Regions from separate parts of the Mus musculus genome. Here all the other regions are linked to region 1. A link is a contact called in public Hi-C, HiCAR-type and HiChIP or PLAC-seq data. All regions are on one chromosome and are shown on one strand. Each heading gives the region's core, a stretch centred on a gene start, on an enhancer-like site or on the middle of the called end of the contact. The rest is flanking DNA. Distances are from core to core; before and after follow the strand shown. Region 1 holds the start of Phf14 (PHD finger protein 14). Region 2 holds the start of Tmem168 (transmembrane protein 168). Region 3 holds the start of Tmem106b (transmembrane protein 106B). Region 4 holds the start of Bmt2 (base methyltransferase of 25S rRNA 2). Region 5 holds the start of 1110019D14Rik (RIKEN cDNA 1110019D14 gene).

Evidence for each region. A called contact is a pair of places that touch in the nucleus more often than the background predicts. HiCAR-type assays count read pairs that join an accessible place to other places. HiChIP or PLAC-seq counts read pairs in DNA pulled down with a chosen protein or histone mark.
Region 2: an H3K27ac HiChIP or PLAC-seq map of microglia shows a contact between it and region 1, with 5 times the contacts expected there. The contact joins the promoter of Tmem168 here to the promoter of Phf14 in region 1. A contact is called at or near these places in 1 of 39 promoter capture datasets (pre-B cells), 1 of 484 Hi-C or Micro-C datasets (CD4 T cells) and 2 of 115 datasets of contacts at active chromatin or transcription factors (microglia and regulatory T cell precursor).
Region 3: a Hi-C map of muscle stem cells shows a contact between it and region 1, with 2.6 times the contacts expected there. The contact joins the promoter of Tmem106b here to the promoter of Phf14 in region 1. A contact is called at or near these places in 7 of 39 promoter capture datasets (the 3T3-L1 cell line, the C10 cell line, cranial neural crest and 4 more), 3 of 484 Hi-C or Micro-C datasets (CD4 T cells, bone marrow-derived macrophages and muscle stem cells), 1 of 115 datasets of contacts at active chromatin or transcription factors (astrocytes) and 2 of 9 other capture datasets (liver and pancreatic islet).
Region 4: a contact with region 1 is called in a Hi-C map of B cells, with 5 read pairs. The contact joins the promoter of Bmt2 here to the promoter of Phf14 in region 1. A contact is called at or near these places in 1 of 484 Hi-C or Micro-C datasets (B cells) and 2 of 115 datasets of contacts at active chromatin or transcription factors (astrocytes and pro-B cells).
Region 5: a contact with region 1 is called in a HiCAR-type map of astrocytes, with 3 times the contacts expected there. The contact joins the promoter of 1110019D14Rik here to the promoter of Phf14 in region 1. A contact is called at or near these places in 3 of 39 promoter capture datasets (liver and pre-B cells), 1 of 115 datasets of contacts at active chromatin or transcription factors (astrocytes) and 1 of 9 other capture datasets (liver).

The regions. Positions count from the first base shown.
Region 1 is chr6:11,924,530-11,927,229 of GRCm38.p6, reverse strand. It overlaps Phf14 (PHD finger protein 14), which reads right to left and starts at 1,349. Exons shown (of 18, transcript NM_001168382.2): 1 at 938-1,349; 2 at 393-503. The coding sequence starts at 938.
Region 2 is chr6:13,606,735-13,609,434 of GRCm38.p6, reverse strand. It overlaps Tmem168 (transmembrane protein 168), which reads left to right and starts at 1,337. Exons shown (of 5, transcript NM_028990.5): 1 at 1,337-1,605.
Region 3 is chr6:13,068,327-13,071,026 of GRCm38.p6, reverse strand. It overlaps Tmem106b (transmembrane protein 106B), which reads right to left and starts at 1,268. Exons shown (of 9, transcript NM_027992.3): 1 at 1,067-1,268; 2 at 613-719.
Region 4 is chr6:13,676,536-13,679,235 of GRCm38.p6, reverse strand. It overlaps Bmt2 (base methyltransferase of 25S rRNA 2), which reads left to right and starts at 1,270. Exons shown (of 5, transcript NM_175312.4): 1 at 1,270-1,556. The coding sequence starts at 1,403.
Region 5 is chr6:13,870,253-13,872,952 of GRCm38.p6, reverse strand. It overlaps 1110019D14Rik (RIKEN cDNA 1110019D14 gene), which reads right to left and starts at 1,384. Exons shown (of 3, transcript NR_045995.1): 1 at 1,326-1,384. 2610001J05Rik (RIKEN cDNA 2610001J05 gene) reads left to right here and starts at 1,435. Exons shown (of 3, transcript NM_001352887.1): 1 at 1,435-1,514; 2 at 1,807-1,897; 3 at 2,213-2,700. The coding sequence starts at 2,242. The coding sequence ends at 2,421.

The sequences.
Region 1 (2,700 bases), core at 100-2,599:
AGGGGGCTGATATGGGAGTAACACTGCGCAAGAATATTGTGGTCCATATTATTCATAATATACTCTTCTACATCTGGGGTACCTCAAGTCTTCACTCGAGTATATAAGCATAAATATAGTTTAGGGTATAGATTGGGAAAAATGTTTCTCCTTTTTGAATAAGGCTTCCTCCCTACCAGCTAACCATCTGAGTAAATCTGGACGGAAGCAGAAGCCATAGTAGGTTCTAATGAGAGGTTCTTAGGTTAATGTGAGAAATTAAATGACCAAAATAAATGGTTTGTGTGCACAGTAAATGAACATTTTAATCAAAAGTCTCAAAAAAAAATTAAAAAGTTAAAAATGCAGTGAACGGCAGAAAGCTGTGAAAGGGAGAGAAAGCAAACATTTACCTGAAGCATCTCCAACTTTAAAATCACTGTCATCTGAACTATCATAATCAAGAGCTTCCAGGAGAGAAGCGGCCAAAGGCTTCACCTGCCTCCTCTTGGAGCTGCGATCCACTGTTAAGAGAAAAAATTACAATCATTTTACAATCTCACCAAACAGGGAGAACTGTGATGCTGGGGGAAATAGAAATGACTTCGTGCACTGCACGGAATCTCCAATTGACTTCTCCACACTGAGCTTGGTGGGAAAAGTTGGGTTTGGGGGCGCTGGATGCAGAGAGCCTGGCTGCCCCTGACGTTAGGCCAGGACCAATGCAAACAGCCCACATCCTCGCAGACCCCCGCCTAACTTCTGACCACTCGGTAATCCCTCACTCAGACAACGTACGGCCACGCACGCTATCTCGGAAGCCAAGGGACCACGGAGCAGCTTCCAGCAAGGGTCCGTCTGTCTGTCTGTCCTGCAGGACCCACCCGGCCCTCCCTGCTCAGCACCGCCTGACTTGAAAGGAGAAGTGGCGCGGGGCTGAGGCCTCGGAGACACTTACTAAGGAATCCGTGAGGTGGTCGTTTGGAGAGCTAGGGAAGGCTGCGAGAGGCAAGGCAGCAGGGACGCGCAGAGGACCAAGGAGACCGGTCGGAGAGCAGCTACCGAGGCAGGGCGCTGCGCCGACCGAGCAGGGGCGACCCCGGGGGTGGGCTACTGTCCCTCCCCACGCCCCGCGCCCGCCCGCCCGCCCGCCCGGCGCCCCTTCCCCCGCGCTCCCCGGCCAGGGGCGCTAGGCCCGAACCGGCCGCCCTGCGAGGGGAACTGCCCCGGTAAAAACTGGAAATAAAAAGAAAACTTTATTAGCCTGCACCAGAAGCAACAAAAGACCCAGAATTTGCACAGCGGAGGGCCTTCTGTCAGAGACAATAGGGAGAACAGCGACCCGGATACAGCTCCGACAAGGAGGAAGTGAAAGCCGCCGCGGAAACGCCGCCCTGGGCAGCCGAAGCTGAGGGCGCATGCGCGCACTCGCTCCCTCGCCGGAACTCAGTAACTTTAAGAATATTCACAGATTCTCTAGTTCCATCCATCTGCCTAAGAACTAGTCATTGCTGGTGGGAGTGAAAACTGGTACAGCTACTATGGAAATCAGAGTACAGGTTCCTCACGAAGCTGAGTCTCCATCTACCTCAAGATTCGACTATAACACTTGTACTTCCTAGTTTTGTGTATCAACTTAACACAAGCTGGAGTAATCAAAGGAGCCTCCCTTGAGGAAATGCCTCCAAGAGATCCAGCTGTAAGGTATTTTCTCAAATAGTGATCAAGCACTGAGGGCCTAGCCCATCATGGGTAGTGCCATCCCTGGGCTAGTATTCTTTGATTCTATAAGAAAGCCAGGGGAAGAAAGACAGTAAACAGAACTCCTCCATGGCTTCTGCATCCACTTCAGCCTCCAAGTTCCTGACCTGCTTGAGTTCCTGTCATGACTTCCTTTGGTGATGAACAGCAATGTGCAAGTGTAAGCTGAATAAACCCTTTCCTCCCCAACTTGCTTCTTGGCCATGATGTTTTGTGTACGAATAGAAACACTGACTAAGACACCACTCAGACGTTGATATTTGCTCATTCATGTCCATTGCTGCTCTCTATATAATCACCAAAATTTAGAAACATTATAGATGTCCATAAGCTAATGGTTGAATAGTGAAAATGTTTTATAGTTACACAATGGAATATTATTCAGCTGTTAAGAAAAATGAAATTTGCAAGAAAATGGACAAACATAGCAAAAATTATCCTGCGTGAGGTAACTAGGACTCAAAAAGACAAATATTCCATTTTTCAAAGTTAGGAACATAAGTTAAAAAGAAAAGAAGAAAGACAACTATTTTGTGTAACTCCAGTAAGTAAGTAAGCCTCAGAAACAAGGCAGACAGGAGCCAAGCCCAGGACTGGCTTTAATAGGCTAATGAACGAATCTGAAGGTGAAGTTAAGATGCTAGTGAAAAAAAAGTCTAATGGGGGTGGGAAATATAGAGAAGACAACTAACACTAAAGACCCCTTCAAAAAATATATGGAAAAACTGTTTACCACTCTACAGGGGCCTGGGATAACAGAACCTAAAAAGAAGGTAGACTAAGTTCTCATGCAATAGCTAACTTTATTCAGAACATCAGAAAATTTAAACTGTAAGAGTTAAGAATCACAAGAGTAAAGAGTCCAATTGCAAGGAAAGCTGCACATGTCAAAAATGTCTTTTCCTTGGTGGTAATAAACAAATAACAATAGTTAGCTGTGATGGATAAGCTGAAATAAAC
Region 2 (2,700 bases), core at 88-2,587, 1.7 Mb before region 1:
TTGCTCCATCATGCAAGCTAGGTAAGCATGCTACCACTGAGATAACACCCACATGCCCTATTTAAGGATTTGGAGGTTTATCTGAAAGGATAAGCCATTTAAAGGTTGTAAGGCATTTTTAAAACACACATTCTCCCTCAATCCACAGAAGAAACTTTGTCGGATAGATGTTATCAGTGTTTGTTTACACATGAGCGGGCTAGGGGTTTGAAATGGTTTGACCTATATGAGGGGCTGCAAGCAGCAGGAAATGGAATCAGAAGGCAGGCAGGGACTTTTTGGTGGAAATGTTTTTTTTTGGGAAAGGAAAGGGGTTTTCTTGCTTTTTGCCTGGCCGTATTCTATTCAGGCTTCGTTCAGAACTTGTTTTTCAGGCCCAACTGTGCATTCCCTAGTAAAATCTAGTTTTTAACTAAGAACGCCATGAAGTCAGTTTAGCTTTCTATCTTTCTTATCTTCCTGTTTTCAAGGTAACAAGTACCTTTGTTGTGTTAGCAACAATGTTGTTATGCTTCCAAGTCATTGTCCCCCTTAAAGCTAATGTGATTCCCCATTTGCTCAAGCATCCCTACCGCATCCTAATCGTTAAAGTCCCACTTTTACAAGCTCTCTATTGAACTGGAACCATTATCTCCTCTCCATTGCAAGATGGATTTATAGCGGTCCGTACGCGAACGAGACTGTCTTAAAGCCCTCCTTAACAACGTGTTCTTACAGGTATTGAATATCTTTTAAATTCATTTTGTACATGGAGGGACACACTGTTTCCCTGTATATTCACAGTCCTGTGAGAAAGGTTTTGTTACCATTTCACAGATGGAGAAACCAATTTCAACCCCTGAGACTGCTGCTCCGCAGCACCTGTGAAATGCGGCGCTCACGTGTGTACAACTATGTTAATTTAAGTGCCATCAGAATGCAGATTAAAATCATCTGTGGTGTTTGAAGGTGCGCTTAGGGCCAAGGAAAGCTAGCTAGGGCTGTAGAATAAAGATGTTCAGGATTGGGGATTAATGGCGGACTTAATTAGAAAAGCAGGCTGGGGCAAGGAGAGACAGGTTTTGAAGGTTTGGTCAGCATATGCAAAGCCATATATTATACCACCTATATGAAAGAGCAGCAACGCCTTCTACATAGATTTATAGTCCACTTGCAATTATCCCACTCTAGCTGGCTCAGTTTCGGTCCAACTCTAAGCGGTGACCTCGCTGCTTTGGGGCCTGATCATCCGTGGTCTTCCCTGCTTTTGCTGCTAATCCCGGGTGGGAGTTAAACAGGCCCAGGGTGGGGCAGCGCAGCGAGCACCTGCCTCCCCAGGCTCGCCGCTGGGCGTGGAGAGCGGCTAGGAGGCCGGGCCAGGGAAGGAAGCGCGCGGCGCGCCTTGTCCCTGACGGCGATCCGTAGCGCTGGGAGTCAGCGGCGGAAACATGGCGGCCGTGTCGGTCCTAGCGAAAGTTTCTACCGAGGCCTTGCGGTGCTAGTGCGGGAGGCCTCGGGCTCACGTCCCCACATCACCTCCGCGTTCTGGCTCGGAGGCTCCGCGCCCTTTGGCTCTGCGAGCTTCGCAGCGGAAAGAGCGAGGCTCGCTGGCGACCGCTGACTCGGGTAAGGGGCATCCGGGAGCCGAGGGGCGGCGGAGGGCTGGGGCGCCGCCCAGGGTCCGGCTGAGCCGGCCAGGCCCCGCCCCGTCGGCCTCCTGGTGGGATCGATGCTCGGGGGCTGGCGACCGCCAAGGGAGGGCGTGCCTCGGTGTCCCGCCTCACCCTGACCCGGGAGTCGCGTGGTGTCGCCTCGTCCCAGAGCTAAGGGGTAGCGGAACAGCCAGGGTCCCGAGCCCACTTCTCCATCTCTCGCTAGATCGAGCCCTAACGGGAGAGAAGTTACCATAGCTGCTCAAAAAGGAGAGTCCGAGTTGCCATTCTTCTAGTTAAGAGGTGGGCCGAAAGAGTTATTAGCAGGAACTCAGAGAAACTAGGCTGCAGGTCTCCAACTCCTGACGGCTCAGTGTTGTTCTTTCAGGTTTGGACATTTCCCCTACGAGGAACAGACATAGATTTCCACTGAAGGATTATGAAAGCGATACATTGTGTCTTGAAGTCCATTGTCTTAGGACACCATGAGGGCACTTTTCTGTTTTGGAAGAAATTTGGTGAATTAAGTGAAGGTTGGAGTAAAGCCAAGAGCAGACAAGCCAATGATTCCTGGACTCTCACTTAAGTACTAGTGCTAGCTGTGGCTTATTAGAAAGTGGTTTATTTTATCTGCATTTCTTAAGTAGTTTTTTCTATTATTAGTCAGTCTCCTCTCCCCGCCCCCCCCCCTTCGGAATTGAATGTTAACTTGATTACAGACTGCTGGATACTGAGCGTGCATTGTGGAAGACAGATCTCCCCAGAGACTTTGTGACCTGTGAAGAATGCAGACATTAAACAAATGGTGAAGAAAAGAGTAGTTTTACTTTTCCATTTCAGAGAGAGTGATCCGAGAGGCGATTCTCCTACGAAAAGAATTGTAAGCCCACACCTGAATGAAGGGTTTGACAGATAAAGGGCAGATAGGGCTAGGAGGAGGAAAAGGAATATGTCCAGAGAGGGCACGCCATTTCTGTAGTTCATAATTGAAGTGTAGTTGGAATAAAAGTGAGAGGAAGAGCAGTAACAGATGGGGCAGTTATTCCTGTCCACTGTGTAGCACTTTATA
Region 3 (2,700 bases), core at 19-2,518, 1.1 Mb before region 1:
AGGAAATTCATATCTGCTTTTCAAAATCTGAATGCTACTTGTTGAATTCACTCACTGTGTAGACAGCAATATTAAATTTAAAAACTTGAGTCATATAGAAAAGGAGTAAAAAAAAATGAATAAATATACTTTCAGAAGTTCTGTGTACACACTGTGTACCATAGCTCAGAAATATCAGTGATTGTGACTTACACACACACAGTATCTTACTGTGGCTCAATGACAGCGAGTCAGAGCCAAGCCAACACTTGGCAGCCACAGGTGCACAGGGGTGAATTGTAATCAGTACCGGCTCCTTACACTGTGACCTTGGAAGCTTTGGAGTACACAGGGTGGTTTAGAATCAGCTGACACTAGACAACACGTGGTGTCATCACAGGGGTGAAAACTGTGTCCCACAAATGGGAGCCTTTATGGCAAAAGGCTAGGGACAGCTAAGTGGTTCTGGTCTCCGCTGGCTGCCTTACTCAGACCCACAGTAACCTTGACATATTCTGCTGAAGGTGGGTTTGGGTACACACCAGATTAAGCAGTCACTTGAATCCTAGCCTTCTTGCTTAGCTTTTCTTGAGGCTATTGACAAGTGTAACCCCTGTCATTTTGGAAACTTACTTGAGGTTTTTAAAGGGAGTGGTAGATCCCCTTCGTCTCCTCCCCGGGCTCTCAATGTTTATACCGCGGTCTTGTGAACTCAACACGGTTCTCAGATGCTCTAGAAACTGGGAAAAAGATAAATTCAGCAGCGCATGCAACTGAGATGTGTCACCTGTTTGTGTGCAGACCTGGGGTTAGTTCTGAGGGGCTCAAGGGAGACGGAAACGAGCGCTTTTCAAAGGGCATCACAGGCAAACAAACCCCCGGAAGAAATCAACATCCGAGTCACCTTGCAACTACAACTGTCAAGCCCCAGAGCTACTCGGCCGCTCAGATCAAGGGCCCTGGCGCCGCCCGAGCCACCCCGGGAGCGAAGCCAAGGCCCCCGCGGTGACAACCCCGCACCCGGCTCGCCGCGGCCTCCCTCACCGCTCGGGCAGGGGACGTGGGCCCCACGGCCCGGGTCGCTCACCCGCACGCGGAGTGCTGCGCGGTCCCGGGATGCTCCGGTGCGTGCGGGCCGCAGGACAGGGTCACAGCGTCCCGGTCCCGGGGCCGGGCCGAGCGCCGGTAGAGTGCAGCCGGGAGAGCTGCGGGGGAGGGGTAGCACAACAACTGCATCAGCTGAGCTCCGTACCGGGAGAGCCTGCGCGTGCGCTTGCGCAGTTCGCCCCAGGAAGGAGGGGCTAGGCCCTGGAATGGACACTACGCATGCGCACTGTCACCGGTTTGAAGGGAAGTTGCCAGGGTGAAAGCTTCTGGTTTTGTCACCTGTCTCTTCTCTAGACTGGAAAGTTTCAAAATAGTACTAATTGCGCCTGGCTTACGAATAATCGGTTTTCCCTTTTCCCCTCCACCAGGCTGATTCCTTTTGTAAAGGGGAGGAATGTGCACCGTCGCAATTTTGAGCGATCGTGTTCTCAAGTCTAGATTTGCAGACACAAAACTTCCTTCCTGGGGTTAGAATGAGCCGGTTGGTGCACATTTCTGGCAGAGTTGCAGGCCAGAATTTTGTTATTGAGTTTTCATTTAGAAATTAATGTCACCGGGAAGACGCACCCCCGCCCCCGCCTTGGTTTAATCTTGTTTTGATTTTGTACTTAAATTCACATTATTCAGTGCATGCAATAAGAGTTGTACCCCAAAGCTCATGACCAAGTGAGTTGTTAAAGGAGTGTCCCAATCCATGCACCTCATTGTCCAGTCATAATTTACAGTGAGTTGAGGCTACAGTGGCTCATTTTAGTGGCTCGCCAGTGTTATAGTCAAAGGTTGTTATGACCTCTTTTCTGTCTTCCTGATAATCAAGATGTATTAAGTGGCTCATAAGATTCCTGGATGGGATTATAATAAGATAAAATTGAAAGCAAGAACAGATGCGGTTGCTAAAGGAGTTTAATAGCTTCCCTATAAATGGGGTTTCTGGTGAAATTCCTAGAAAATTAACAGAGTTATAACTGGGAAGTAAGCATCTCTTAATTGTGTTTTTTTTTTTTTTTCTTTTTCTTTTTTTTTTTTTTTTTTTTCCTTCTCTACTGGAAAAAAGCAACTGCACTGGGCGAGGAGCTCCCAATTTTGTCCCGCTCTTCTAAACTGCCTTGTATGTATTTGGAAAGTATTTTGATTTATGACCATCTTCTATGTATATAAAAGTTTCATGAAATTGTTATCACATTGGGACATTGGTATTTGGAATAGCCCAAGTCTTTGTTTTCAGGTCATGGTTCCTCATATTGGCTTTAGAATAAACTCTTTGTCCTTTTGAGGTGAGAGCTGTGTATTTTCCATCTACATAAGCAGGATGTTTTAAGACTATTTAAAACATTCACCTCCTTAGGTCCGGCAATTTCACTCTGTGAGATTCATCCTAAATTATAATGAGAATTCTAAAGTAAAGTTGTGTGCAGTGTGTAACCAGTTTCTTAGGATTTCAATAGAGTTAACAATAGCTTCGAAGTAGACCATGGCAACTCTTATAAAGAATACATTTATTTGGGGTTGGCTTACAGTTTCAGAGGTTTAGCCCGTTATGCTCCTGGCAGGAAACATGGCAGCAACCAGGCAGACATGATACTGGAGGAGCTTAGAGTTCGACATCAGAGACAG
Region 4 (2,700 bases), core at 21-2,520, 1.8 Mb before region 1:
TGCTGTTAGGTTCCACAGATAACAAATTATCCCTTCTGAGAATGGTAAAAGAAATGGCTCCCTTTAGCAGAAAGGAATCAGCTTCAACAATTCCTGAGGAATGTGGCTTTTTGTCTAACCCCCAGAATTTGTGGAAACAGCGTTTCCTTTGGACCCAACAGTGACATAAAGAGAATGTTACTAATATTACCAAGACATTGATCTGAAAGTTTCAATGCAACAATGTCTATACAATGTCTATACAATGTGATGTAACCAATAGCTGTAAAGTGCACAATCAGATACAAGTCATTCCCAGGTCTGCCTGATGCACTACCAGCAGCCTAGGTAAGTACTAGTACAGAGCGAATGCAGTCTCTTTTTGGAGATTGGGCTTCCATCTTTCTTAAACAAGTCGGCAATCACATACCCTTAATAGTGTTACACACAAATGAAAGAAGTTGGAAAGGGGGAGCCATTTACTGAATTTTGCATGGACTAGTGGACTAACTGTCCAAAATATGAGAGACCACCTGAGCAGACTTTTCTGTGGGTTCTGAGATGACCTACAATCAATGCAAGTTTTCCAGTAACCCATTCTTATGGTCATTACAGAAGTTCTACAGGGAGACAATATGGCCTTTTGGTGTTTTAACTTGTCCCACACCTCCTACTATTTTTTTTTTTTTTTATCTTTCTTTCCCGCAATTCATTGTCTTTCGTGTAGCAGCAGTATGCCAAGCATTAACCTGGGTTAGCTAAGAGAATTACATCGGGATTTGGTAGTTTGACCTCTCCTTGACCCCGATGAAGGCTTTCAAGTTTGGACTCCTTGAAATGTAAAACCCTGCGTAGCAGCCAAGTCTTCAAAGGGTATTTAGCTGAAGGGAATTGTAGAGGTGCAACAGGGTGCAGAGGGAACTCAGGTGGACGACCGCGTCCTGTGGCAGCATCACCCAAACTCCCAGCGGCCTAGGAAGTTGGGAGACGTGCCAAAGCTGGACCATACAATGAAGCTCAAACTAGGCAAATAACTCTGGGGCGCAAGCGCACCCCATACCACAGGCCTCCTCCCCTAGGCAGCCCCGGCTCCTCCGCACAGCATCCGGGGCGTGGCCTGGCGAGGAGCCCAGTGCTTTCTCCGCCTCCTTCAGCTGCTCCTTCCCAAACAACCCGGTGCGCCGCCGCTGCCCTTTGCCCATTGGTCCGCGGCCCTTTCCATTTCCACCCAGCCCTCCGCAGTTCACCAATCACCTTGCGCTATTGGGAAGACACCGCCCCCGAGGCCTTAGCTGTGGCTCCTCGGCCTCCTCCGGTTGCTGCCTCTGCTGCTGCCTCCTCTTCCCCACCTCCTCCGTCCGGGGAGAGACCGCGGGGCCCGAGGGGCGGCGGCGGCAGCGGCAGCGGCGGCGGCGGCAGCGCTATGGAGCCGGGGCCGGGTGGCCGAGGCGCAGCGCGCGGACAGCGGCCCCCGAACGCCGCGCAGCCCCGGGAGCAGGAGCGGAAGCTGGAGCAGGAGAAGCTGTCCGGGGTGGTGAAGAGCGTTCATCGGCGGCTCCGCAAGAAGTACCGCGAAGGTAAACAGGCATCGGGGGAGGGGAGGCGCGTCCCCCGGCTGGGTCAGCTCTTTTCAGCCCCACAGGCCACCATTGACACACACGGGGGCGGCACGTCTGCCCAGGCCGCGATCGGCCGGCCGGCCTCCTGCGGTCGGCTCCCGGAGCCCTAATGGGCAGTCGCCACCCGCCTAGGCCCTGTCCCCAGCGGTGGGCTGAGACCACTGTCACCGAGCCGCCGCTCAGAGGGAGGGAGGGGCTTTCAGGTAAGACCCGAAGAGGGGTGGGGGTGGGGGTGACTCCACCGAGAGACTGGCAGGAGCGAAGCTGCCCCTCGCTCTTCTGCGCTGGACCAGCCTGTTGTTCAGCCCGCTTGGCAACAGCCCCTCTTCCTCTTCGCTCCTTGGCAAGGCCGTGCCGAGGCCTCCCCTGCCTGGGCATCCAGGGCTGCGAAGTCAGCAGGCCCAGCGGAGGATCTCAAGGTGCTTCGCCTGCCGTGTTTCACTGGGGAGAGGGTGGCAGGTAGCTCCCCTCCACCGCAGCTCCATCTTCAAGTTTGTGGAGACAGTCCAGGAAGAGATCTGGGGCAGGTTCTTAAGAGACTGTGCAGGTTTGAAGAGTCTCTAAGCACAGAGACTCTGAAAGATGCCGGTGCCTTCGAAGCTGGCCAGAGGTGCAGACCCCGCTCTTCCATGGGGGCAGCTTTTCGTCTGGCGCATATGCCGGAACAGTGTCTATAGTTGAATTTTATGAATTATCCTGGCATTTTGTAAATGGGGGCTCTCAAACAAAGCAACTTTATAAGATTCGGAAGGTGACACTTTGCATTATTCTTCATGTGTTCAGGAAAAAAATTCTCATAAAGTGTTAAAATGGGCTACTTTCAGCAGATTTTTCTTTAGCTTAATTGCAAAATGAAAACTCAGCAGCGTTCTAATGTCAGTCTTTTAACTAGTTAATAATTTAGGTTAAAAGAGAAATTATGACAGTGAAGGAACAAAGACTTGTGAGATCATGTCACTTTTCAGTTATGCACACTTTTCAATTACTCTGAAAGTTCAGTCAAGTCTATCTTCCTTTGAGTGTCGTTGATGCATTTTATTCTTAACACTATTCAAAGTTCTTTCCTTGACAACTTAGCCCTGGCTTTTAATAGAGGCCATTT
Region 5 (2,700 bases), core at 135-2,634, 1.9 Mb before region 1:
TTAAAACTATATTTGAGCCCAAAATATCCCTACACCAATTTGTACCACGGTTTTACAGATAGACCAAGTCATTAGTTAATTTCTAACTACAATAATTGAAAAGATGAACATTTTTACCATGCATAGACTCTGCAAACTTAAAGCTTAAGCAAGACACTTTACAGACTCAGGAACAGAAAAGTGTACAAGCACTAACTTTAGTCTGCAGACTTCCACTAGCTGAAACAAATACATAAGGAAAAATAAAACCTCCCAAATGAAAACACTGGAATGTAGGAGGATATTTTGGAAGTCATAAAAGCAAGAGGTCCTATTCCAAAACTAATTGATAGGAAAGATACAAAGCCAAAAGCAACATAAGACAAGTGCAATTAGAGTGAATTTGTTAAAATAATTAACTTTAGAAAAACAACACTGTCAATCTATCAGACACAACTTGCTTTAATGTGTTCACCACCTCTGTGAAGCTCCTGTAAAATCTTGGCACATTTATTTCATCAAATTATTGTTCCTAGCTAATGTCGCTGAAGTTCCTGCCAAACGTCTTTTGGGAAGCAGAAGTATAAATCATTACCGTCAGAGAGATACAACTGTGTTTAAAAGGAGAACCAACAACACAAGAATACAAGCTGATTATAGACACTCAACTGAGTGTGCCCACAGTATTCGCATGATTTTTATCAGGACAAGTCCGGGCACCTCTAACTCAGCACCGTGAGTAACTTACAATGAGAAGATGACAAATTGTCAGTAAGTATGAAAGTGCTCGGGCCAGAAGGAACATTTAGTATGGATATCCCAGGTAACAAGACTTCAAGAACTTTTCAAAGTTAATGCTTACAGATGCATGTGAATAATACTTATAATGGTTTTGAGTACTAAACTTGGCATCTTAAAATATTGGGAGGCTGTGGAGAGTGAACATTCTGAAAAAGACAAGAATTCGAATCGGAAAAGATCTGTGTATAGGGCTGAAACCATATTTTCTAAACCTGATTTGCACCACAAATGATTCAATATTTTCCAAACTTTCTGATTAAATGTGCTTATTTTCCCCGTTAGTTTTAAAAAATTAGCAAATGTCATTAGGCACATTTGGAAAATGATAACGGGGATTTTCTGCTGCAGAAATGTTGGAAGGCCCCAGGTTTGAAACATTCCCAAACAGATGGCTTCCCTCAGCTACCCTCTCCCACGGTTACTTCCTTATTTCAGAGTACTAACAAGACATATTCATGCGGCTAGAATTCCTTTACAGGGCAGAAAACACGTATTGTTGTTTCGTTAGTCCTACGAATTCACTAAACCTTTTCTTGAACACTCACCCTCTCTTTAACAGTAAAACCAGAGGGCAAACTTGTGAAACCCGAACAACAAGCAGCCTGTGGTCTATCCCTCAGTCAGGGATCCCAGAGCGCGCTGTGCATGACGGGAGTAGGCAGCAGGGCTTGTGGGAAATGTAGTCTGGCGACACCGCCCTGCTCTCCATTCCTGTAATGGCTGCTTTCGGTCCGGTAAGGTACAAACTCCGCTCCCGGGGATTCCAGGATTGATTCTCCTAGTGTACTTGCACAACCCAACAAATTTGCACCCTCCCAGGGCGAAGGAATTCCAGATCTTTATGTTAGATCTTGGGATGAATTTGCTTCTCGGCTTGGTTTCATTTAGCAATCTGTGTGTGAGAACTAACTTTAAATCTAGTAGTCTCTTTTTGAAGGAACTGTTAGGGAGTGTTTTCTGTACTCGTTACCAATTTCTGTCCTTGCTGTTCGTTTCTCACTGACTCTAGCTTCCTCTTTAAAATAGGCTGTGTCACGAGTAACCTCTTAGCCTCAGCATCCGGAAGTTCCAAAGAGAATATTTCACGTTGGGTAGAATTACTTATACCCTTGTTTCGGTAAGTCTTATTAATTCCTTACAACTTCACAGAGTCACGTGTTGTGTTGAATTTTCTAGATAAGAGACATGCTAATAAAATGTGACTTTTACCTGTTAGGGTATTTTATTTGGCAAGTATCTTATGCATTTTTCCCTCTCTTTTCTAATGATAACCTAAAATGACTGTCTTTAGTTTTGTCATCTTAAACTGACATCTGAAATGATTCACAAATTCCAGTCTAAAAGATTGTTTTATATTAATATTGTCATTCAAAAAAAAAAAAATAAGGCTTTTTTTTTTAACAGTTTCTTTTGTTCGGTGTTTAACTTCTAGGCAAGTTCAGCCCTCCAGATCCTAGCATCATGAATTCAGTTTCAACGCAATTGATCTTAGTCCTCGCTTCGCTGCTTTTGATCCTGCCTGTTGTTGAAGCAGTGGAAGCTGGAGACGCGATTGCACTCTTATTAGGTGTGGTTCTCAGCATTACCGGCATCTGTGCTTGCTTGGGGATATACGCAAGAAAGCGAAATGGACAGATGTGACTCTGAAGGACTCTTCTGAATTAGACTGCACCCTGACCAGTGTGCTGAAAACCATTGTTCTGTTGAGGCCGACCCCAAGATTTGATCTCTCCCGTTCTCAGCAAGAGGGTTACAGTTAGCTGAGAGTTAACACTCTCAGTTAAGAGATGCTTTCACGTTCATACTTGTTTCTTCTACAATGGGGGCAGATGGGAGTGGAGGGCAGATGGGAGTGGAGGGCGGCTCTTAACAACAAAGAGTGCACTAATAATGTGGCCCATAACTTGTATTTGCTGCTTG